3 separate regions of the Rattus norvegicus genome follow, and regions 2 and 3 are each linked to region 1. A link is a contact called in public Hi-C data. All regions are on one chromosome and are shown on one strand. Each heading gives the region's core, a stretch centred on a gene start, on an enhancer-like site or on the middle of the called end of the contact. The rest is flanking DNA. Distances are from core to core; before and after follow the strand shown.

Region 1 (4,758 bases), core at 972-3,471:
GAAAACTCCGGCTGCCACTATTTCTTCTGTGTGCATTCCCAAAGTTCTTACCACATGGTTGTGCAGAGTACATCCATTTCTTAGAGAGACGCCCCAATGAGTGTTAATTCCATACATACTTCAAACAGCACCATTTTTGACTCAAGCAAGGTACACACACCCAGTGATTTTCCCACTTCTTTCATTTACTGGAAATCATTTGCATTCTTTTCAGACCTCTTTTCACGAGCAGATCATAAAATATATGTGGAATACATATAGTCTTGGGTCTGGATGGCTAGAATACACACCTCACTCCACACATTGAAAGTTATTTGAAATTCTATATTGAGCAACATAAAAATGATGTGCTTACGGCCAGAAGAATATTCTTAGAAAAGTATTTTTTGTGTCATTTGAGTACACAGTGAGTGAAAAGTTCCTCAGTGAGGACAAGACATTGAGATACATAATTCCATTCTAACCCAAGCAAGTGAAATAAAACGTGCGTGTTTGGAAGGCTGGGGATCCCCTGCAGACATCAATTGTACCCACAGAGTGCAAAGACAACATCCAAAATAAAAATAAATCAACCTTCACCCTCCTCCCCATTTTAGTAGTTTAATATCCTTTTTTGGGGGGGGGGAGTGGGGAGTGTTTCTTCTTCAACACAGAGTTTCTCAGGATAGCCCTGGCTGTCCCAGACTCACTTTGTAGACCAGGCTGACCTCAAACTCAAAGAGGCTTACCTGCCTCCCTCTGCCTCTCTGCCTCTCTGCCTCTCTCTGCCTCTCTCTGCCTCTCTGCCTCTCTGCCTCTCTGCCTCTCTCCCTCTCTGACTCTGCCTCTGCCTCTGCCTCCTGAGTGCTGGGATTAAAGGCATGCACCACCGCCCCATGCTGGTTTAATACTTTTAGGGAAGAATATCATCTATGTAATATTATATACATAAAACATATATGTAATATCAACAGAAGTCGCCTATTCTTATGGGTGGTACTGAACTTGAATAAGCACGCCTACCTAGCTAGCAGCAGTCAGATATCTCAGTATGGATTGTAAATTCTCCATGTGGGACAATCTGCCGCCATGGTTGTGTTGAAAGGAAAATTATACAGATTTAAGGTTTAAAATTATGAAGTTAAAAGAGTATGTTTCAAAATTCACAACCTCAGGACTAAACACTGTGAAAAGCAAGTCCAGGCAGCCCCGCCCTGCCGCTAGAACTAACAGACCATAAAAGGAAAGGAATGCAGAACAGACCAGAGTACTGGATCTGACTCACAGGCCACCTGGCAGGAAGAGATAAGCCCCCAGCCCCCGACATCCAGGACGCCCCAAACCTGCCAATGTGTGTAGCTATACCTTATTACCTCATCATGTGAAATAGCCAATCATATGTGAACATGTCTATGTGCCTCGTTTGAATCCACCAATCCCCGTAACTATGCATCTGCTTCTGTACACCCGCTTCTGCTTCCCCAATCCCTATAAAAGCCCCATGCTGGAGCTGCTGGGCGCGCAGTCCTCCGAAGAGACTGTGTGCCCGCAAGTACCTGTGTTTTCCAATAAACCCTCTTGCTGATCGCATCCGAGTGGACTAGGTTCGGTCATTGGGCGCTTGGGACTCCTCCTGAGGGAAAGGTCCTCTCCGGGGGTCTTTCAGTGTGATTCTCTATATTGCTGCCACAGTGCCGACTGCCAGTGCACTTTCGAGACTTCTCACAGTGAGCACTGACCATCGCAGTCAGACCTGTGCGTTTGTTGGAATAGGACTGGGGTATGGGGAGTTGCTCTACAAACCGTGGTATGGCTATAGTAGTCACTGAGCCTGGTCCCTTCTACTCTTCTGATTAATAACTTTCAAATAGCTTGTTTACATATTTGCTCTTAATGTTATATGCAGCATAATGTTGGTTTATGTTATAACTTTTGTGTTTACTGCTTTCACAAGGTATTTTACTTTTGAAACTTAACATCTACTTATCAACCCTCTATTTCTTTTTTGTAATAAAAAGATTTTTTTATTAAAAAAGTCATATATTACATTCCAGACACTATGACCAAAGAGTTCTCTCTGTAAGAGCCACATGTATTTGTAAAGAGTCGCTGTTCATGCAAATTAAGTAGGAATATGAATAAAGAACGACAGCAAAAGAACATAAAAAACACCAGTGGCTGGGAGTGGTGACCTTTCATCCCAGCACTCGGGAGGCTAAGGCTGGCTGACCTCTGAGTTCGAAGCTAGACTGGTCTACATAAGTGAGTTCCAGGTCAGCCAGAGTTACAGGGAGAAACTCTGTCTCATGGAGAAAAAAAAAAGGACAATCAATGTTTACCCCAAGCCACGGGGCTAACCTGAACTCTGTCACTGTTCTCTGAACCTTTCCTGTTTCTCTTTATTACCATGTTTTGTTTTTGTTTGATTTTTGAGAAAGTATCTTATTATGCAAAATAGTAGAGGTTGATGAAAAAAGGATCATAGAAATTGTATATATGTGTGTGTGTGTGTGTGTGTGTGTGTGTGTGTATAAAATTTTGTGATTTTTTTTCTTTTTTTTTTTTTTGAGATAAGATTTCCCTGTGTAGCCTTGGCTGTCCTGGAGCTTGCTCTGTACAGCAGATTGGCCTTGAACTCACAGAGATCTGCCTGTCTCTGCTTCCCAAGTGCTGATATCAAAGGCATGTGCCACCACACCCAACTTTGATTTGTTATTTACATTCAACAATAACTAAACAATGTATTATAAGATGACCAATAAAAACTGTACAGAGATATAATGGTGTTTATCTGCATATAGACTTGGAGCTTTGAACAGGTCTGAGAACCCCTAATTGTCTTGGTTGTGTTATGTGGTTTAGTTTTCCTGACTCTACTTTAGAGATTTGTCACAAAGGCGAGCTATGGGTTTCCTTATGACTTGTCCAAAGGCAACATATAAAGGCCCTCATAGTACAGATGACTTCATCATGACATATGGTGACTTTTCACAGGTCTCAAGTTACTAAACATCTTAATACATAAGGCTGATTCACCATCTGGATCTACCTCATGCAAACTAGTGTCTACTGAGCATCGTAGTACATTTCTACAGAACAATGCTGGTCTTACCTTAGGAGTAATTTTTGAGTATGCACTCAAGCCAACACAGGCACCATGTTTAAACTTTCATATGACTGTGTCCAAACAAGGGTCTGAGTGATGTTTAAATGGTTGTTAACATCAAATGTCGTTAAAATGATGTATAAAAATGCTCGGCTTAACTACCTAAAGACTATACATGGACTGACCCTAGACTCTGACCTCATAGGTAGCAATGAATATCCTAGTAAGAGCACCAGTGGAAGGGGAAGCCCTTGGTCCTGCTAAGACTGAACCCCCAGTGAACTATATTGTTGGGGGGAGGGCGGCAATGGGGGGAGGGTGGGGAGGGGAACACCCATAAAGAAGGGGACGGGGGGGGGGGGGGGGATTAGGGGGAATGTTTGCCCGGAAACCGGGAAAGGGAATAACATTCGAAATGTAAATAAGAAATACTTAAGTTAATTAAAAAAAAAATGCTCGGCTCACAGAGTGGCATTAAAATGGTTGCTTGCGGGTCAAACAGACAGGTGCCATAGAAGAACAATGGCCTGAGAATTTGGAATTCGTGGCTTTACTGAGCCTGCGACTCATGATAAGCTGTGAGATGGATGGCAAGACAGTGTAGCAATAGCTAGCCTTCCTGAGCATTTACCCAGCATCCTTCCCGTTCATTACATCACTTATCAGTGGCACAGACACATGCTGTCTTCTGAGGACTATATGCATCCCTTGGATAGATTAAGAGATGCAGACATGAATATACCCTAGCTCATGTGGGAACACACACCTATGTCCTCGGTGAGCACTAAACTGTTAACCTGTACTCAACACTGATTTGTGGGGTCATTCGTCACCGCACAAGAAGAGTTCGAATATGTACATGCCTAGATGTATACAAGCCTATGGGAGTACTGCATGTTATCTGTTTACAAGGTACAGCCTATAGCCAAAGTCCAGGGCAATTATTGCTGCATTAACTTCAGATTTCATCATAGCCATTATGTAGAAAGCATACAGTCGGTTCACAGACACTGATAGATCGTGTTGGTCCAGCCACACTCCATGAGTGTTGGATCTCTCCTCACACATGAACTACCATTGATTAGGGATGGGGAATCTGTGCTTGCTTTAATTGGGAGGTAGAGGCAGTAGATCTCTGTGAATTCAAGGCCAGCCTAGTCTACATGGTGAGTTCTGGGACAGCACAAGCTACATAGGGACACCTTGTCTGGAGGGGGAGAAGGAGGAAGAAGAGGAGGAGGAGGAGGAGGAGGAGGAGGAGGAGGAAGAGGAGGAGGAGGTGGAGGTGTAATGAAGAATTGGGACTGTAGAGTTGGCTGAGCAGTTAAGAGCATGTACAGCTCATGAACGGAACTGGAGTTCATTTCCCTGCACCCTTGCTGAGCTCCCACAACAGCCAGGATCTCCAGTCCCTCCCATGGGATCCAACACCTTCTTTTGGCATCTGAGAGCTCCCACACATGTGCTGAGACCCACAAAGACTTACACACATACACATAAAATATAAAATTAAAATTAAGTTTAAGAAGCCAAACTGGGGTAATTCTTTAGTGACATTTGGTGGCACAGGGAGTTTGATTCCTAAAACTATGAAGACAGTGCCAGCTACACTCCTTGGGGAAGTCACATGTGAGAGCTGGGAGAGCTCACATATTCCACTCTTCAGCACAAGA
Region 2 (4,758 bases), core at 976-3,475, 250 kb before region 1:
TTTCCAGCTGTCTTTTGTGCTACCTTACAAATACATTCATATTTGTACTGTCTCCCTCAGTAGAAAAAGTACACTGAAGGCAGAGAACACACCTTGGTCACAGTTGGAACCTTTAGGACCAAACGCACCACATGATTCTTGGTAAAGTCTCTGTGTAGCCCAGGCTGGCTTTGAATTTATAGTGATTTTCCTGCCTCAGACTCTTGAGTGCTAGGAGGAATTTGAGTGTGAGCCATTATACTCTGATCTCCTTTTCTTTGGAGAGACATCTGTGAGCTGGAGAGATGGTTCAGCAGTCGAGGGCTGGACAGTCTTTCAGGGGACCTGAGTTTGGTTCCCAGCGTCCATGTCCAGCAGCACATAATAGCACAAGGGATTGGAATTCTCTTTTGGCCTCTTGGGCACCTGCACATATACCTGGCCTGGTGTCTTAGTTAGGGTCACAATTGCTGTGATGAAACACCATGACCAAAAGCAACTTGGGGAGGACTTGGTTTATTTGGCTTACATTTCTACATCACTGTTCATCGATGGTGGAAGTCAGGTCAGGAACTCAAACAGGGCAGGATTCTGGAGGGAGGAGCTGATGCAAAGGCCATGGAGGGGTGCTGCTTACTGACTTGTTCCTGCATGGCTTCTTCTGCCAACTTTCTCATAGAACCCAGGACCACCTGCCAAGGGATGGCACCATCCACAAAGGGCTGGACCCTTCCCCATAAGTCACTAGGAAAATGTCCTACGGGCTTGCCTGACTTTTCAGAGGTACTTTCTCAATTGAGTTTCCTTCCTCTCAAATGACTCTAGCCTGTGCTGAGCTGACATAAAGCTATCTAGCACACACACTTTAAAACATTAATTTAAGAAGAGAGGGATTGATCCGTAAAGAGAATTAGTGATTTCTGGGTCATCTTTTCAGATGTGTCATTTGTGATTAAAAGTTTATCACGGATCACAGTTTATAGGTTTGGTAACACTGAAAATCTGGTACTGTATGAAAATCCACACCATGCCAGGCTCATAAGAGGCTCAAAAATAACTAGTTGAATACAGAATGCCTATCTCAGAACAGAATCCACTGTTAACCTCGATTTTGACAGTAAGAACTGGGATTTTACTACATTTGATCGATTTCAATCCCACTTGAAATAAGCAGGAATTTAGTTAATCTTTCGTATAGTTTAGTGGGCTAGTTTCTTCACAGATGAGATTAACTGAACATAATGGTTAAGGACATAATCCTGGTCAGAGGACTACTTTTGAAAGTTTAGAAGAATAATCAAATTAGTGTGTTTTCTGTGCACCAGACTAGTTGCATAAAATATACCGTTTCAGTCAATTCACGTAAAAAAAAAAAAATAGCTACTTGAGTGTTCTCCCAGTCAGTCTGGTATCTTTCATTCTTAAATCATTCAGCCCTAGCGGGAGATTAGTTTCTTAAGTCATTGCAGAGACTATACATTCCATGCAACAGTCCCGTGAGACACGAGCTGTCACACATGGAGCTTAGCGCAGTCTCTCCGTCCGCACTGGCTTAGGCCCTATCACGAAACTAGGCAGGAGTCCCTTCAAACCCAGTTTGCCAGGACTGCCTGCCAACATCCTACCCGGGTCACTGACGCCTCGGGGGGCGTGCGTCCCAAACTCCTGAAATCATCCATGGGCCGGGCTGCCAGAACAGGAGCAATCAACAAGTGTCTCCGCTTGCCAGGGCCACCTCCCTCGTGCAGAAGCCAAGACAGCTCACCTGAGACACGACTCTCAGCTCGGGCAGTCTTGAGCGACCGAAGCGGGCCTTTCCTCCGCTGTCCGTCAAACCCTGTCCTCACCTGGGGCCATCTCCCGCTCCCATTGCCCGGCCCTCGCTGCCCTCCCTCCCCGGTTACCATGCTGGCGGGCGGCCGGCCCAGTCGAGGGGCTCCCCGCGCCCGGCTCCCGGAGGGGTGGCTGCTGCCCGGTGTCTACTCCTGCCCGTCTGCTGCAGCGCGGCTTAGCAGAGTTCTCGGTCGGAGAAGCGCACCAGGCAGCGGCAGTAACTGCGGGCCCGGCGTACGGCAGCCATCTTCGCGGGACAGGGGGCCGGAGGCAGGCGCGCTGCGGCGGCCTGGGACTCGAGCTGCGGAGGGGTCGCCGGTCGTCCGCGGAGGCCGAGCACGGAGGGAAGACCCGAGCGTCGGCCCAGCAGGAGACGTCTGGACGCAGCGGCGGAGCTGCCGGCTCTGCTGCGGAAACTGCGCCGCCGCGCCACGCATGCGCACTGCAGCCGCCTGCTTGGCTAGCAGCCACCGGTCGCGGGCTAGGGCGATGGGCCTACTGTGTGCGGCGGTCGGCGGTCGGCGTAACTAAGCTGACCTGCCTCACTCAACCCTCTTATTTGATGCTTAGAACACCCAGGCAGGAAGGAGCAGATGTTAGCTTAAAATGTTTGAACCTGAATTTGGAATAGAGCCCCTGAATCCATCCTAATTGGACACTAGGAAATAGTACTATAGGCGCTCTGGACATTGGGTGCCCTGTCAGAATGAGAAGAGAGAGCGAAAACTCAACAATCATTGCACCCCACAGTCTCTGGACGGAAGAAAACGTACGTTCATGTGTGCAGCCGGAGAGTGGTAACAGCCAACGCAAATCACGTCGAACTACATATCCCACAATACAACGGGGGAAGGACGTGCCTTTCCAAGGCCTGAAACCCGACTCCAGAAGGGGACGACTCTACAAGGCACTCTGGGATCTGTAGTCGACTGTTCCACGTTCGGCCGGAACTTAACACCCACCCACCCCCAACCCGGTGCCACTTCTTACAGTCCAAACATCCGATTCCACGTCAATAGAAGACACTTGGGTTGCACATTTTAGAACTTTTTCACCTGCAGGCATATGCTAGCAAAACTTACGGGCTTCCCAGCCTCTGACATTTAGACAACATTTATTGAGTTTCTGTTAAGTGTTAGAATGTAACAACCAGGAAGCTACATTCACCCGACTAAACAGAATTTACAATTTTATTGTGCTACTTTATTCTGGAGCTCAGAAATGAAGTACGTCTTCGGCAAAGACATGGAGGTAAAAGGGAAGGGGTACAACTTGATTACAGTAAGAAATTGCAAATCCTGTGTATGTTGTTTATTTAGTTTGTAACCCACCGAGTTCAGTTAATGCTGGAATATTACCTCAACTTTTGGGCTTGATTTTGTAGAAATAATCATAATTGCAATGGTTTGATGAATACACCTGTCGCGACATGCCCAGAAGACAGCCTCTCAGAGCACTCTTTCCCACCCTTGGGCTCTTACATTCTCTCCACCCCGACTTCTTTAATGTTCCCGGAGCTAGGGACTGGGACGTGGATATAGATGTCCCATTTAGGGCTGAGCACTCAGGAACCTGTCCTCCGCTGGTTTTGTAAATAATGGACTCCACCGCTAGTGGAGACTGTGTTGTCTCCTCCCTTATAGATGAATCTAGTGTGGATAGATCAGGAACTTGGCTATGGGATCACCCTAGGAATCAGTTTATGATAATGTAATTTTCCTTCCCAGAATTTAGGGTGGCATTCCCTAGAAGCCACCATGATGTGTTCAGGCAGACCCAGGTAAATATTTTCTAGCTAGAGCCCAAGAATACTTTTACACTCCCTAACTAATGCTTTGAGCTTCTTTGTTCTCTGAAGTTACCCTTCTGGTCCTGTTCCATGCCTGCTCCTTTGCCTCTATCTTCTTCCTGGCAGTTTCCGGTTTTCCCACTCTCCAGTCCTAGAGTTTTCCTAGTTCTTGAGATTCCATTTGTGTCCAAGTTTAAATTCTTTTATTAATGAGACTTAGAACCCCAGGAGGAGGCTTGTGTTTCTTCAGAATCGTATGATGGCTCTACATAGACTCCCCGAGATTTCTTATCTGCCTTTTAATTCCTCTCCTTAAAAGACTTACGTTTATTTCTGTGTGTGTACACCTGTGTAAGTGTATGTGCCACCGTGAGTGCGAGTGTACCCAAAACGGCCAGAAGGCATTGGATCACCTGCAACCGGAGTCACAGGTGATTGTGAGCCATTTCACATAGATTCTGGGAACCTTACCTGGAACCCCTGCAAGAGCACTTAAGTGTTCTTGACAGCCAAGCCATCTCTCCAGCTCCCTGTGTCTTAATTCTTTAATCAGCCAAGAATAAGAACCCGTTCCTCCGCCCCTAGACACCATCCTTTTGACCAGTTATGACTCTACATGAACTGCTGCCCACTGTAGAGGAAGCTTCTCTGATGAAGGTTGAAAACAGCACTAATCTCCCGTATAAACAGAGACTTAGAAAGCAGTTTAACAACATCCTTAATAAAACGGCAGTCATGGGCTTCCTACATGGGGCCTATATCATATTTCCTCTATAGATAGGGTCATGGACTTTGGACAAGGTTAGAGCAGGTCTCAGAGCCAATCAGAAAGCAGTTGATTTTCCCTATAACTTTCATGCCACTTGAGTTACATGCAGTTAAACCACCAATGCACATAAAACAAAAATGAGTCGTAAACATCAGTTTTCAGATGAAGAATGATTTTACACAGTTTTAGAACTAGTCAATTTCATTGAAAGGGTTGAATGGTTAAGGACAATAGGCTGGCCAGTAAACACACGTTTTTCTATTAGTCTAACAAGTTAATGAAGTAGTAAAACTTAATAAAATAAATATTTGTGAAGATAAGATCAGTACCTACTTTATTGAAACCCTGTTTGCTTCATAGTGACAAGCCTGTTTAATTAAAGCACAGC
Region 3 (4,758 bases), core at 884-3,383, 180 kb before region 1:
GCTTTTCTAAATTATACAGAAAAGTGTGGTTCTTCTCTCTCTTTTCTATCTCTTTTCTATTCTAAGCATGCTTTCCATAGTGCTTTGGCTTCCCCAGCATTTTGGGTCTTCTACCTCTCTAAAGTTCCCTCTCCCACCATGACGCTGCTTGTTCATGCTGGACTAAATGGGACGGCCTTCCTCAATACCGCCTCCATTTTCCTCTTCCAGCAGCTTACCTGTCCTGGGTGTTTGCCTTTTCAAGTGCAATAGCATTGTCCTAATAACATTAAATAAAAAAGTAAGTAAATAAATAAATACATAAATAAATAAATTTAAGCGGGGATGGGTAGTGGCTCATACCCTTATTTCCAGCATTTGGGAGACAGAGGCAGGCAGAACAAGGCTAACCTGACCTACAGTGAGAAAGTCCCAGAACAGCCAGGGCCACACAGAGAAACCCTATCTAAACAAACAACTAAATAAATTAAAAAGAAAAAAGTGGGGAACCTTCCCCTACACTCATATTCACACACATTTTTAAACATTCATTTCTACTTGTATTTATATTATATTAAATTATATTTATATTATAAACGTATTTTTATATATTTGCATATCTATTTGAACACAATTTTAACTTTTTTTAATTTGGAAAAAAGCAGCTAAAAGTAGAAATAAAACGGGAATTAATTAGCGGCTAAAAAGTAGAAATAAAACGAGAATTCAGAATTCATGGAATTACATACAAAAGAAAGGCAGACTGCCACATGCAGCGCCTCATTTGGATGTGTCTGGAGTCTTGGAAGCTTGACTACCCTACGTTCTCCTACAATGGACCTTGAGAGCTTGTTTGGAGGTTCTAGCAGGGGAGCGCAGCTACTCGTATACCCTTGACCGAAGACCGGTCCTCCTCTATTCGGGGAAGGTCGTCCTCTTCGACCGAGCGCGCAGCTTCGGGAGGGACGCACATGGAGCGGTGAGGGAGGAAGGGGACACCCGCCTAGCCAGCCAGATCAGCCGAATCAACCCTGGCGATCAATGGGGTGACAGATGTCGCAGCCAGATCGCCCTCACATCCGAGGTAGGAGAGGCAGCCGCTAAGTATATAAGGCCATGGAGACTAGTAATTTTCCACATGTGGTGACTTTCCGTGCCGAACTTTCCGTGCTGCCCATGTATTTTATGATTAAAAAAGAATCCTAAATCTTTTCTCGATGTTAAATCACCCATTTTATGCTCCTTTGTGCTAATTTTAAGTTAAAAATACTTAAATTTAGGCTTTTTCCTGTTAACCAGAATGCTCTGGAACTATGCAAAATAAAACAGTCTGGATTGGTTGAACCCTCCGAAGCCCGGCCCCCTCTAGCTACGTCCGTTCCACCGCCTGATTCCGCTCCGGCCCTAGGCACCCGCGTTCAACGCGTTCCGGTTGGAGGTGGGTTCTTCGCCTTCGGTGTGTGTTGCCACCTCTGCCAAGGCGAGCCGGACGGCGGAGGGTAGACACAGAGCATCTGCGGCCTCACGAGCCTCTCGTGGCCTTCTGTGGGGCCGTAGTTGTCTGTGTCACGTCTCCATCCCGTGGCCGAAGTGACACACAGAAGCAAGTAAAAAGCTAATACTTTAGAAGAATGTGATGCGCCCGGTCCCGCGGCCCTCGGTTGGCTTCCGGCGCCCCTTCTAGCTAAATTTGGAAACTCCTGAGTTTCTCAAGGCCCAAGAACAACACAAGGTGCACTGCTAGGAAAATACCTTTACAATGAATGGCCCCAGCTTCCCTGGATCCGGAATATAAAACACACCATGAAAACCAAGGCTAAGGGATTTATACTTTCTTTTACGTGTTAAAATGGTGGCATGTTGGGCGAGGGAAAACTCAACAAAAAAAAAAAAAAAAAAAAAAAAAAAAAAGAAAGAAAAGAAAAGAAAACACTCCTCCCAAATCCTCAGCATTCAGTTGTGTCCAGAAAACTGGGATGAGGGTAGAGCCTAGCCTCGCCGTTCTGTACTGCGTTCTTTTGTGGTTGCTTGTTTGTTTGTTTGAATTTTGGTTTGGCTTGGTAAAATTTGTTTTCCAGAAAGGCTGAAATCCACCTGACATCGAGGCACAAGCTCCACTGTCCTAACGGTAGAGGTCGCATGGAGTCCGTGAGATGGGCATTAACTACCGCTGGAGTTGAAGTATCCAATCTACTGTATCTTCACAGATTTGCCAGACAATGGGTCTTCTACCCACGTCACAGCAGGTCCCATTCAGCCAGAAGATCCTTCCTGTCAGGGACTTTTCTTTGTAACTAGGATGTTATTAATGGAATTCTTTCCCCTTTTAAGTTACCCTTGGTTTCTGTGTAATTCCATGGCAGAGGAATTACAGTTAATAAGGACCAAGAGAAATAATGTACATTTTGCCAGTTTTATTAATTAAATACCCTTTAGGTGAGTTTTCTGTTCCTGTGTCGCCCAGCTGGAAGCCCTGTTTCCTGGCCTGCGTGTGCATTTTTTTTTTTGTTTTGCTTTTCTATTCTTTTAGCTTCGTATGGGGATTTTCAGATACAAGCAAACAAAACATTGCATAAGTCTGTGTGTGCAGCTCTTACCCTGATGTGTGCAGCTTTATGGTGATCCTACGTGTTTTGTCTCCTGCCTCCTCTTCTTGCTTTGTTTCATTTGGGAGTACCACACTTTGGTATTTATTTCCAACTGGTAAGAATTATCACATCTACCAAAATCTGCAAGGCTTTATCCTCAAAGTAGTCTGTCTCCCGAAGAGATTTTAATAATGTGTCTAGGTGCTGCTCTAAACAAGGTCTGTAAACGTTACATTTAGAATAACTTTAGATTTGTAAAAATGTCGCGAAGTTGAACCACAGAGCCCTCAACCCTCCCTGGTGCTAACATCTTACATAACCATGCTAAACTGAGAAGAAAAGAGTTCCTGGTCCATGAGTTAATGGGCAGCAGACTTTATTATGATTTCAGTGTCTCCACTAAGGTCCTCTTACCTCTTACAGGGTCCGGGATCCTGTAGTGTATCTTGTCATGTTTCCTCAATTTCCCCAAGGCTGTGACAGTTTCTCAGCCTTTCCCTTGCTCCAACCCCTTGACATTATTGAGGCTATCAATGAAGATTCTCTGGGAATACTTCCTGCCTCCCCACCTTGTCCCTGGCTCTTGAGTCCAGGCCATTATCCCACAGAGGATCCCACATCTTGGTTATGCCCTATTTCTACCTTGTGATTGGGGAAACTTTGTGTTGGGTTTTTCATCTGTTGGTTGTTCTTGTTTAACAGGTGTTACTTTGCCTTTCTCAGTGTCACAGCAGGAAGAACAGGACATCCAATTGTGCTCCTTGGAAGACAAAGGCTAAGGATTAGGTAGCTGTACATTGTGCTTTTCCATTATAAATATATAGTTCCTCTTCATAATAATTAGCTAGTCCGTGGAGATATCCCAACACTTCTTCAGCATTTCAGCACCCATTATGATCCTTATCAAAATGAGTTATTAGAACTGGCAGTTCTGTAATTTTATTTTTCAGTAGCACTGACTTTTCATCGCTTGGCTCTAATGCTTCTGCAACCAGCTTTTATTTCCCCCTTTGTCCTCATCATTATTATTTGTATCTAATATTGGGGTTTTGTTTTTGCTCAGATCATCCCAAATTTGGCTAGGGAACCTCATCAAAGGATGGCCTTTACCATCCTTCCTCCCTTGAGCACTTCCTCTCTGCTCATCACAGAGCATGAAGTCGGCCTTTGCTCGCAGGAGCCCTGCTTCTTTTTCCTGGGCTGTATTATTTGGAAACCAAGATGTGGGTGCTACTGGGTTCTTTCTCTCTTGCTTCTCCAGGCAGCTTAACTTTGTATTTCCAATCTCTCATCTGTAATGACATTTACCTTCTTGGAGAATTACACACACACACACACACACACACACACACACACACACACTAAGTTATTTAATTTCATGGAGAATTTCTGGAGTCAAAAGAGCAGTTGCACAAGGGTGAATGTGACAGGGAAACAAATGTGCCCAGGGCTGGTTGTTTTTTAAAAACTGATATTTATGTGGTAGGGCAAACACTGAATATTTGAAAAACCATGTCCTAAAGCCCTACAAGCAAGAAGGAATGCAGAGTTAAAATGGCCAGAAAGTTGCTCAGAATCCTAAAGTGTGATACAACCAAACTGAGAGGACTGTGGATTCCCACTCTTTGTCCATTCCCTTTTTCATACTGTTTGATCTGTCCTAAATTTATCTTTCTTTTTTCATGAGCTATAAGGAATTTTTGTAGTTTCATTTCAAAACAAGAGGAGCCAGATGGTGGTGACTCGTGACTTTAATCCCAAAACTCTGGAGGGAGAAGGAGAGGCAGGTGGATCTCTGAGTTCTTTGAATTCAAGGCTAGTTTGGTCTACATAATGAATTCCAGGACAGCCAGAGCTACACAGAGAAACCCTGCCTTGAAAACAAAAATAAGTATAAAATAAATAACAAGAGGATATGGAAAGGCCTTTTTAGCAAACACCCTCTAACCATGGTATAAAAGCTAAGAGAAAAAGCCAAGCACTAGTCCCTGGACAGCCAGGACTAGCTACACAGAGAAACAAACAAACTTTTGTTTTGAAAAACCTTTCTCAAACAAAGTTAAGAACTGGAATGGGGCCTGCTTGTTTCCCTGTCTTTTGATGTCATTGGTGCCATGGCATCTTTTCTATAAGGACTTTGTGAAGTGGGGAAAGAAACATCAAACACTCTTGTGTCCCAGTGACTCAGACT

What was found. A called contact is a pair of places that touch in the nucleus more often than the background predicts.
Region 2: a contact with region 1 is called in a Hi-C map of liver, with 3 times the contacts expected there. The contact joins the promoter of Fbxo9 here to the enhancer-like site in region 1. A contact is called at or near these places in 3 of 12 Hi-C or Micro-C datasets (kidney and liver).
Region 3: a Hi-C map of liver shows a contact between it and region 1, with 6 times the contacts expected there. The contact joins two enhancer-like sites. A contact is called at or near these places in 6 of 12 Hi-C or Micro-C datasets (the A7r5 cell line, Schwann cells, kidney and 2 more) and 1 of 1 datasets of contacts at active chromatin or transcription factors (oligodendrocytes).

Annotation. Positions count from the first base shown.
Region 1 is chr8:88,110,475-88,115,232 of GRCr8, forward strand. No RefSeq gene overlaps it. Among named protein-coding and RNA genes, the nearest start is that of Ooep, 8.0 kb to the left of the region's middle. Within about 2 kb of position 2,222, at least 3 of the 93 cell types and tissues checked have an H3K27ac peak or open chromatin away from gene starts, as enhancers often do. A contact at or near this core is called in liver, where this site is marked.
Region 2 is chr8:87,861,715-87,866,472 of GRCr8, forward strand. Fbxo9 (f-box protein 9) reads right to left here and starts at 2,226. Exons shown (of 13, transcript NM_001011998.1): 1 at 1,884-2,226. The coding sequence starts at 1,886.
Region 3 is chr8:87,929,863-87,934,620 of GRCr8, forward strand. No RefSeq gene overlaps it. Among named protein-coding and RNA genes, the nearest start is that of Gsta4, 15 kb to the right of the region's middle. Within about 2 kb of position 2,134, at least 91 of the 93 cell types and tissues checked have an H3K27ac peak or open chromatin away from gene starts, as enhancers often do. A contact at or near this core is called in liver, where this site is marked.